Linked DNA regions of Gossypium hirsutum: region 1 is linked to region 2. The links are chromatin contacts, called in public Hi-C maps. All regions are on one chromosome and are shown on one strand. Each heading gives the region's core, a stretch centred on a gene start, on an enhancer-like site or on the middle of the called end of the contact. The rest is flanking DNA. Distances are from core to core; before and after follow the strand shown. Region 1 holds the start of LOC107925779 (probable mannitol dehydrogenase). Region 2 holds the start of LOC107951053 (F-box protein At3g07870).

The links. A called contact is a pair of places that touch in the nucleus more often than the background predicts.
Region 1: a contact with region 2 is called in a Hi-C map of leaf, with 2.6 times the contacts expected there. The contact joins the promoter of LOC107925779 here to the promoter of LOC107951053 in region 2. A contact is called at or near these places in 2 of 34 Hi-C or Micro-C datasets (both in leaf).

What each region holds. Positions count from the first base shown.
Region 1 is chrA12:48,005,065-48,010,623 of Gossypium_hirsutum_v2.1, reverse strand. LOC107925779 (probable mannitol dehydrogenase) reads left to right here and starts at 2,423. Exons shown (of 5, transcript XM_016856504.2): 1 at 2,423-2,770; 2 at 2,870-2,983; 3 at 3,130-3,643; 4 at 3,735-3,888; 5 at 3,982-4,330. The coding sequence starts at 2,661. The coding sequence ends at 4,187.
Region 2 is chrA12:47,035,660-47,040,814 of Gossypium_hirsutum_v2.1, reverse strand. It overlaps LOC107951053 (F-box protein At3g07870), which reads left to right and starts at 3,187. Exons shown (of 3, transcript XR_005906668.1): 1 at 3,187-3,519.

The DNA of each region.
Region 1 (5,559 bases), core at 1,174-3,673, 970 kb before region 2:
AATTTAAATAAATTTTTAATTGGCATTATCATCGTTACAATAACTTGAAAACATCAATGTAACAGTCTTAAACGTGTAATTTTTTTATAATGATTTAAAAATTATATTTTCTACTAAAACATAAAAATTTATAATCGTTTAGTAATATGAGATAATATACATTGGTACAGAACTCGAGAACTTGTTGTTACTTGTAAGTAAACTTTTTTTTTTAGATATAATTACATGTAAATTTGAAAATAATAAATCTAACTTCCTTCCTTTTATACGTGCTTGACTAATAGTGTTAAAATTTTACACTTTTATTAACGACCAATAAAATTATGCCATGTGTCCAAAATTGTTTAAAGGTTATTTAATTTAATTTTTTCAGTTTCTTTTAATTAGGATTAATTAAAAATAATTAATAATTAATCAATTGATTAACTTTTTCAATTTTCATTCTTTCCTTCTAGTTTTTCATCTGTTTTTATTTTCTCCCAAGTCCACCATCGTGGTTGACGATTGCAATCATCAAACTCCGTTCAAGTCACCGCCGCTAAAGTCCGAAGCGGCGCCGCTCATACGCCTCCACCATCGTCAATTCTCAATGAAGCTCCATTAACACCAAGCCTCACCAAACCGTAAAACCAGAAGTACAAAGGCAAACCCATCAATACAAATTCCAAATAAAGCAATGAATAATCAACAAAACCCAACTCAAAGCATCTACAGAAACGTTGAACAAAAACAAAAAGCATCTACAGAAACATGCAAAACAGAAATTAGGAAAATAAAAAGTACAAGGATTTTGACTATGTTAACAAAAACAAAGAAACCCCAAAAGATCCAAATACCCATTAGCAAAACCATAAAAAATAAAACATTGAGATAAAAAAATTTGCTTGGATCTGAGAAGATAGAAAAAAAAAAGATTACTACCTAATAATTAGGCAAACTTTACAAGAGAAGAGAGAAGGGATAAAAGGTCTTTTCTTTCATCGATGGTGATGTGAAGATGAAGAGAGTGTCGGATACGAGTTTGGCTGATAGCCACATAAATATGGAAAAAATATTTTATGACTATAAATGATAAAGATGAAAAAAGTCCATAAAATAATTTAATTTCTCGGTAAACAGGAGCTACGTCCAAAATTATCAAAAGGAAATGTGACGACTTGGAGTATGATCTAGCAAATGAGTTATGACGATGAATTAGGTGAGTGTGAAACCATCCGGTCAGTAGTAGACGTTTTCAGACTAAATACCGAGTATACTTGTTTATGAGTCGGATTATTTAGTAATTCTCGAAGTCCTCCCAAAATGTAGGAGGATTTAAATAAAAATATAAGTTCGAAAAATGGGTTTAGACAAAAAAATAAAGCTCGTTTAAAAAATAAATCAGGCATCGGATAATGCATTTTTTGGCCAGGCCTAACTTCATTAAAGGACAAAAAAAATTGTTTTTTTTTATTTTTTAATATTATTTTCTTATTTTTTTTTCCTATTTTGCTACCATTTTATTATTATGTTGCTACTATTTTATTGTTATTGTTTGAATATTATTTAAAACTTATTTAATTGTTAATTTTGTTATTATTTTAAAAATATTTATTAATTTTGTTATTATTTTAGAGGCATTTACTTGTTAAGTTGCATCTATCTTAGTGTTATTTAAGTATATATATTTTTTAAAATTTATTTTTAATTTGTTGGGAAATATTTATTTTGATGTTTTTAATATTTTTGATGTATTATATATATTTTAAAATTATATAAAAATAATATAAAAATTAATATGGGCATGCCGGATCAGGCTCAAGTTTTAATATTTTTTATCTCGGTCGGGCTTGAGTAAATTTTAAGCCTATTTTTTGGGCCAAGCCGAGCCTAGACCTAATAAACGGGCTTAATTTTTTAGTTGAATCTGACCCGAGCCCGGCCCAAATTACATGCCTTCATTTGTGGGATGTAATATTTTCTTTCCTTTTCTAGGATTCACATATAATCTTTTGGAAAATATGTTATACACTACTAATTTCTTTATATATATCCTTAAATTATGTAATATGCATATCTTGTGAGATTAATTAGTTTCCATAAAATTATTTTTAAAATCAACATATTCTTAATCAGTAATCACCGAAGATTTTGTTTCCATTTATTTTTAACGTTGTTTTTATTCACCTCATGTTGTTTCTTTAGTAACAATAGAGTCAACCTAGCGTGAAAATTCAGATTTTTTTTCTCAAAACAAATTTTTATTTGATATGCCATTAATATATAAATGTAATAATGAATTACAGGCTAGTATCTAATTAAAAATTCTTTAAAAAATATAAAGAAATAATAAATACATTTAAAGTAATTCTTAAGGGAAAGAGTTTGGATATGTGAAGCATACAAAAATCTAAAATGTAAAAAAAGGTAGCTGGGCTGAGTTGAGAAAATTGAAAATGTGAACCATGTGATTGATAAACAGTCTCTGGTTTCAAATTGGCTTTGGGTAGTTGGTTAAGGCCCTAGATCCTTCTTTGGCTCACCCTTGGCTCACCCAGTACGTCAGCGTAGGCACTAAATCTTGCGCTATAAATAACCAGCTTCCATCCCTCAAAGCTGCTTATAAGGTTTTGAGCACGCATTTGCTTTGCTTTGAAGCTAGAAAAAGAGTTGAAATAATTATGAATCCAACAATGACAAGATTGCCAGAAGAAGAGCACCCTAACAAGGCTTTTGGATGGGCTGCCAGAGACAGTTATGGTGTTCTCTCTCCCTTCAAATTTTCCAGAAGGTTTTCTTTTTTCTCCTTAAACTTTTTATCATTGCTCTGTCTTTGAATCAGTTCCCTTGTCAAAGGGTGTTTGATTGATGTGGGGTTTGACACTTGCAGGGCAACAGGTGAGAAGGATGTAGCCTTCAAGGTGCTTTATTGTGGGATTTGCCATTCTGATCTTCATATGGCCAAGAATGAATGGGGTACTTCCATCTACCCTCTTGTTCCTGGGTATGTTTTCCATTCTTATATTTTATATATATCAACTAACAATTTCCATGGATATATGCTAATACTACTTTGATGACAAAAAATTGACACATGCAACAATGAACCACAGTTTATTGGTCAACCTAAATAATATATATTGGATGCAGTCACGAGATTGCCGGTGAAGTGACGGAGGTGGGAAGTAAGGTCCAAAAGTTCAAAGTTGGAGACCGTGTTGGGGTTGGGTGTCTGGTCGGGTCATGCCGTTCCTGCGATAGCTGCAAAGACAATCTTGAGAACTATTGCCCCAAAATGGTACTTACTTACGGAGCCAAGTACTATGATGGAACTATTACATACGGAGGCTACTCCGACACTATGGTTGCTGACGAGCACTTTAGTGTCCGCATACCTGATAACATGCCTCTTGATGCTGCCGCTCCACTGCTCTGTGCTGGGATTACAGTGTATAGTCCATTGAGATATTATGAACTCGATAGGCCTGGTTTGCACATCGGTGTGGTTGGACTGGGTGGACTCGGTCATGTTGCAGTAAAATTTGCCAAGGCAATGGGGGTTAAAGTCACAGTGATCAGCACATCTCCGAATAAGAAGAAAGAAGCTTTGGAAAATCTTGGTGCAGATTCGTTTTTAGTCAGTCGAGACCAAGATCAACTTCAGGTTTATATGTTTTTCTTTCTTTCAATGATTTATTAATGAGGGGTTTTTTGTGAGTGTATATAAGTTTCTAAGTTCCTTATTTGGTGTATAGGGTGCCATTGGCACATTGGACGGAATCATAGACACAGTGTCAGCTCAACACCCTGTGCTGCCATTGCTTGCGCTGTTGAAGTCTCACGGGAAGCTTGTTCTTCTTGGTGCTCCAGAGAAACCACTTGAGTTGCCTGTGTTTCCTTTAATCCAAGGTAATGATCTGTTGCTAATATCTTTTCGTAAGAGTAATATGGGATCTCAAATTCCCCAAAGATATCTTAAATTAGAGTCATAATTGAGTGCAGGGAGGAAAGTAATAGGAGGAAGCTTGATCGGAGGGATGAAGGAAACTCAAGAGATGATTGATTTCGCAGCTAAACATGACGTAAAACCTGACATTGAAGTTATAGCTATGGATTATGTGAACACAGCTATGGAACGCCTTCTTAAAGCGGATGTCAAATATAGATTTGTGATCGACATTGGAAATACATTGAAAATTCATTCTTGAAGTGCTTTTATTCTTATTATTGGATAACGAATTGGAAGTACAGGACCAAATGTTTTTGTTGTACTAGTAGATATTGCAATATCAGCTAATATGTAATATGTTATAATTCAATAAATAAATCATTCATGATCTTTGTTTGAACATACATAGTAGTCTTTTTCCTTTTTTTTTAACTAGCGTATCTTATTAAATTTGGACGCTATAGTGAATTGTCAAATCAAATACAGTCTATTCTATTTACACTTTTTGCTTTGAGTCTGGATTAAGAATTTAATAGATAAATTTCATCTAAAAAATAGTTTATTTGTTTGAATAAAAAAAAATAGAGTTTCAAATTTTATAAACACTAAAAGAATTTTAAGAAATTCAATTTTACATTTCAATTTCATTTAAAGATGTGATGATAGTTCAACTAAATTAGTCTTATATATTGGATAAGTTTGTTAATTGGTTATATAGGTTGATTTTTTTGAAGATTTAGGGAAATAGATCGTGTTTTAGAGAGTGTGTGAAAGCGCGTCCAGTTGGATAAGCTTTCCTTCAACGGTAATTTTTCCAATAGTAAAAATACAAATGCGCCAACGGTAAAATTTTGAAACATCCCAACGGTAACGTTAATTTCCTATAAATACTCATGCCATTTTCCATTTTTTTCACTCAAATCCAACTCTTTCCATTTTCTCTAAACACTCAATTCTCTCAATTTTCTATAGATTTGTTGGAATTTTTTCAATAATTTGTAAAAACATATTATAGTTTTATTTTAATATTTCGTAAATTATTCCCTATTAGTAAAACTGTTCACCTAAGAAGAAAAATTGTTGTCTTTAAACAAATGGAAGGAGAAAGTTTTCATGGGGCTTAGGAACGTTTTAAAACATTGATTCAGAAATGTTCGCACCATGTATCACATGTTATAACATGAAATGAATGTTTTGACTTGCATAGATTATTGATGGATGTTAAATGAAATGGTGTGATTATATGTTTCGTATGTATATAAATTTACTAACTTGTGAGAATTGTGGTTTGTTTGGGAATTGAATGGTTACATGAGCTTATTATAAATTGTGCATGAATTATATAAATTGATTCTTGTTTGGTAAGATATGTTTAAATTTGTACGAGCTCACTAAGCATTAGTTGCTTACGTTAGTTGTTTTATTTCCTTGCAGATCATCGGAAAGCTCGATCGGTTGGAATCAAGTTGGAGCGAATACATACTATCCATCCTTGATCACTATAAAATATTTGGTCTTTTTGATGTTGGGTTATAAATGACATGTATTAGAAGTCTTTTGGCTATTTTGATCATGTTGATAATGTTTGAAATTTGGTTTGGGAAATCTTTGTGGTTATGTAAATATGATAT
Region 2 (5,155 bases), core at 1,938-4,437:
AGGTTTATTGGAAAAATCATCACCAGTCAAATTTCAATTCTAAAAAGGTACAATTCTATTTTTATACTATTGATCCATAGCTTTAATATCTTTCCATATTATGATGTTCTTGATATATGATTTATACACTACTGAAAGCATGCATTCCTTTTTTTTTGTTTTGAATTGTTTTGAGATTCAAATGTCCCTTTTAATAGAATTTTCTCTAGAATTTCATGCGAAGAAAAGGAGAACACTAATATATGTTTTTTCTTTTTCTTTTTTTCTTTTTGAAGTTTATACCTAGTTTAATATCTCATTGTTTAGTAGTATTTCACTCCTCTCATTATTTTGAAGACATGGTAATATAGGAACTTTTAATTTTCTATTCATTATTTTCGGATGATTTTTTAACTATATTTTATAAAAAATTAATATTTGGAAATTCTTATTCTAAAATATATTTATATAATAATCAATTAAAGGTTTATAGTCTATATTTCCACCTTGAGCTTAGTTTAGCTTTGTAGGAGAGTTCAAAAATTTTAGTTTGGGAAATTATGGTAAAAAGAAGAGTAGTAACTTTTAAAATCAATTCATATTACAATTACAAATAAAATAGATTTTTATGTACTAATAATATTTTTATACACCACTCAATCACCAATAGTAGTTGAATATGTATTAATAATATTTTTATACATAATTTTTATTTGAATTATCAATATGTGTTGTATATATTTTATTTTCAATCTTATATTAGTAATTGATCACATAAAAAATATAGAGTTATGGCAAGCGGTCATTCAGAGGAGGTGAGATTATTATTGATAACAATTCCCTTGAAGAAGAAACAAAAATTGGGATTGAACAACAAGATGAGATTGATTTTAATTCAACTGAAGACATTAATGGGAAGCTAACTCAAAAATTTTGTGCCTGTGGTGGATCATTATCATTAGAACCATGCAAACGAATGCAATTTGATGACCTGGAAGATGCCGAGACATGTTATAAGGTATATTCAATATGAACTAGTTTTAGTATACGAAAGAATCACACTCGTTTGTCTCGCATTAATAAATCTTTAATTGGTGTAGATTACACTTGTTCTAGAGAAGGATCGATAAAAAGATTGTAAAAAAAGTGATGCAAAATGTATGAAATGTTAAGAAACAAGAATTGGTTGCAAAGAGATGATGGTTTGAAGAAAGTTGAAGGCAAGCAGATTGTAAGTAAGTTTGTAGATAAATACAATGGCAAACTTCTTACACCTATAAGTGCAAGTTTTCTTCGTGGGCAGAAAAAATAACAACAACCAAAAAGAATTTGATCAATACATTGAATGAAGTTGGTGTATCAACTCAAAAAATTGTATTAGTTTTAAGTCAAGAATGTAGCAGCCATTACAATATTGGTTGTACGTCGACTAATATCACAAATTATTTAGGAAATAAAAGAAAGAAGCTTCTTAAAAAAAGGGATGCACAAAGGTTGTATAAGTATTTCAAAGAATGTCAGACAAAAGATCCTGGTTTCATTTATGCAATTCAAGTTGATGAAAAGTGGTCACATGGGAAATTGTTTTTGAGTGTATGCGAGATCGAGAATGGCATACCAATATTTTGGAAATGTTGTCAGTTTTGATGCTACATATCTTACAAATCGGTATAGTATGCCTTTTGTACCATTCACTGTATTAACCATCATAATCAATCAATAATGTCTGGATGTGCTTTTGTAACAAACCGCCTGGCAGATATTATATCAAGTTATTGTTTGATGTGTAGTTGTTTACACTAAGAGTAGAAAACAAGTAAGTTAGTGGAGTATTTGTTTTTGGCGGTGTGTGCGGCTTATTCTAATTTTATTACAATTTTTTTTTGAAAGATTTACAGTTTCCTATCATTTCAACTAAATCAGTTTTCTAAAAGGGTTTATGTTACAATTTCTCCTTCTATAAATGCTTTATTACTTCCTTTGTCGCATATCAAATTTTTATAGTGTAAACACATTTAGATATACAATATATATGATATATTATGATATGATATGATATGTACATATGATATATGTATATATTGGTGAATGTACTTGAGAGGTCCCTCTATTATAAGGGCATTATCAAATTAGTTCATCTATTATTAAATGAATCAATTTAATCATTGTACTGTTAAAAAGAACCAAATAAGGCTTAATTGGAATGAAATTAACATTTATTGTTTAAAAAATATCATTTAATGTTTAATATAGTTAAGATTTTTAAAGCTTTTATGATTTTATAAATGAAATCTTTTGTTTGGAATTAAAAACAAATAATTTTCAAGATATGTTTTAGACAGCAAACGTTAACAATATTACAATTTGGATTTATTTGATTTTTTTAATAATATAAAAATTAAATTAATTTATTTAATAATAGAATGACTAATTTGATCTAATTCTTATAATACAAGGACCACTTAAATTCTTTAATCCTATATATATACTATTATTCATTTTAATATATTTTATATTTTAATATGCATAATTTATTACATTCATCATAATAACACTAATTCTTATACATTTTTATGTTAATATACCTTAAAAGCTTATGCCAATAACAATTATAGTGCATTTAGTATTATTAGTTTAATATATTTATATATTTAAATTTCGTTTTACTTATAAATTAATCTAATTTTTTTAATACCGTATTAATTTTATGTGTTATTATAATTAGTTAATTTTAAATTATATATTTTATTATTTAATATATATTGTTTTAAAACATACATCTATAATATTCTCGAGCACACCCACGTGATAAAATTTTTAATACTTATATATATCATATTTATACTCGTAAGAAAGAAAATTATTAAACGTAACTAGTCTCGGAAAAAAACAAATTTCAGTGATTGCATTGCCGTCACCTTTTTCATTTCCATACATAGTGTAACAGTCCTTATACAAATAATAATTCCGGAGTATCTACCGGTAGAAGAATCTGGTAGAAGATTGAAAACTTTTCTACATACATGTACCCGAAAATCCTTATCTATTATTATACTTACATTGAAGTAATAGGTTTATTATTATTTATTTTAAGATTTAAAGTAATCAATTTATAATTCAACAACAAATGATTTGCATTATTTGAATTCTTATTGATAAAAAAAAAAAGAGATAAATATAGCCGATAAAATTTATATTATATCTCAAATCATAAATCCTTTCATTTTCAATAGGCAATTATGGATAGCATTGTCCTTTAATTTCCATGGATATATTGGGATAATGATGTGCTGACAAACCTACAACCCCAAAACCATGTCCGATATCCATCGTCCCTCATTTCCCCTTATATTTTCCATTTGATTTCATCTTCTTTTCCTTCAACCAATTCCCTTTCTTTCCTTATCTTCTTTTCCTTTAGTATGTAAAAGCTTGAACCAAAGTGAATCAAATAAGTTCCTTTTCTTGGCTTCTACAGCTTTTTCTCACTATATCCTTGAAACCCAGTATTCTTTGTGCTGTTGGAGAGCAAATTTTAAGGTATAATTTCATTAACTTTTAATTTTTCTACAAATTTATTGATTATCCAAGTTTTCTTCATCAATATTTCTATACTTGAAAGCCTATTGCTTGAATAAATTTTTGTATGAAAAATAAAGCTTTCTATTTATTGCAAAAATAAGGGAAAAAAAACAGAAGAATAGCATTATTGGGGAAAAAATTAGCAATAAAGTGGGCATAAAGTTGGAAAGGGATGATATTGAAAATTTGAGATGCTGTCGAGGGTGTTTTGGTGAATTTACATGAAGGCGGTTTGGTGAATAGGACGTATTAGGACAAAAGTAGGATTTATATGTTTATTTATTTTATTAAAATCTGTTGGTAAATAATAGGAAAATATGATGATGGTAGTAACACGTGTCATGATGCGGAAGCTTATGGAGCAATAATACGACAAAGAGATATTAAAATAATTAAGTGGGAAATTATTTCATGTAGCTTAACTTTATTGGCTCTTTTTTCTTAGCGCGCTTTGCTTTATGAGTTGCTTATTTGATAAGATCAGAATTTTGGAATTTTTCAACCAATTCCTTGAATTTTATTAGAAAACGTAGTTTGAAATTGATGGATGCTATTTTATTCCGACATTCTTTTTATTTTGTTATTATTTTTTGAAGTATGTTTGTTTACTTGTCATATTCTTGGATATGAATATTAGGAAAATTTTATAACTGAGTATGGGAGTTCAAGATAAAATTAGATTTTTGTACACTAGCATTGTAACTGAATAAATATATTTATTAAAAGTTTTTATGAAAATAACAAAGTGCACTAATGCAAGTAATTCTTAGCATATCAATTATGCTAGTTTGATAAATATTATTTATAATATTAAGCATGTTTTGATATATGAATGAACAATAAATTAATTCAATCGGTAATATTTAGTTATTTTTATGATTTAGTTTTAGCAAAGATAGAAAACTTTTTTACTTATTTTGAAGAGGTTTTTTTTTTTAACAAAAGCGTCTGCTTATCTCTCTAATTTTAAGTTTAAAATTGTATTAATTATTTTTTTATGTCTAATTATTGTAATACAAATGTAATAAATGAGAAAAGAATTTTTCTCATGTTATTACACATACTTCTTTAGGGGGAACGCGTAAGAGTCCGCAAAATATTAGTTAAATCGATTATACCGAATAAATCAAAAAAATTTAGTTAAGTCGATTTTCAGTCTAGTCAGTTACATATTTCAATTTAAATGGATAATTTGGTTGTTTTTGGTTTTGACAATCTAAATTGAATAAATCAATTTTTTTAAATATTAAAAAATATTTTTATAATTATACCCGCCCATTGTAAAATAAAATCCAGCCCAAGTACCCAACCTAAAAAACCCAAACATAAAAACATAAAAAATAAAATTCAAGCTCAAATTAATAATTTATAATTTCAATTTTATAATTTATAAACTTTAATTTATATAATGCATAATAATTTAAATTTTTAAAAAATTTAAAAGGTAAAAAACCTCAAAATCGATAAACTGAACCGATGAAATTCGATTTGGTTATTTCGGTTACCCCTTAAATTTCCGTCTAATTATTTTGATTATCCTTTAAAATTCGGTTATTACAATTAAGAAGCTGAGAACACGTGGTAGTATTTCAAC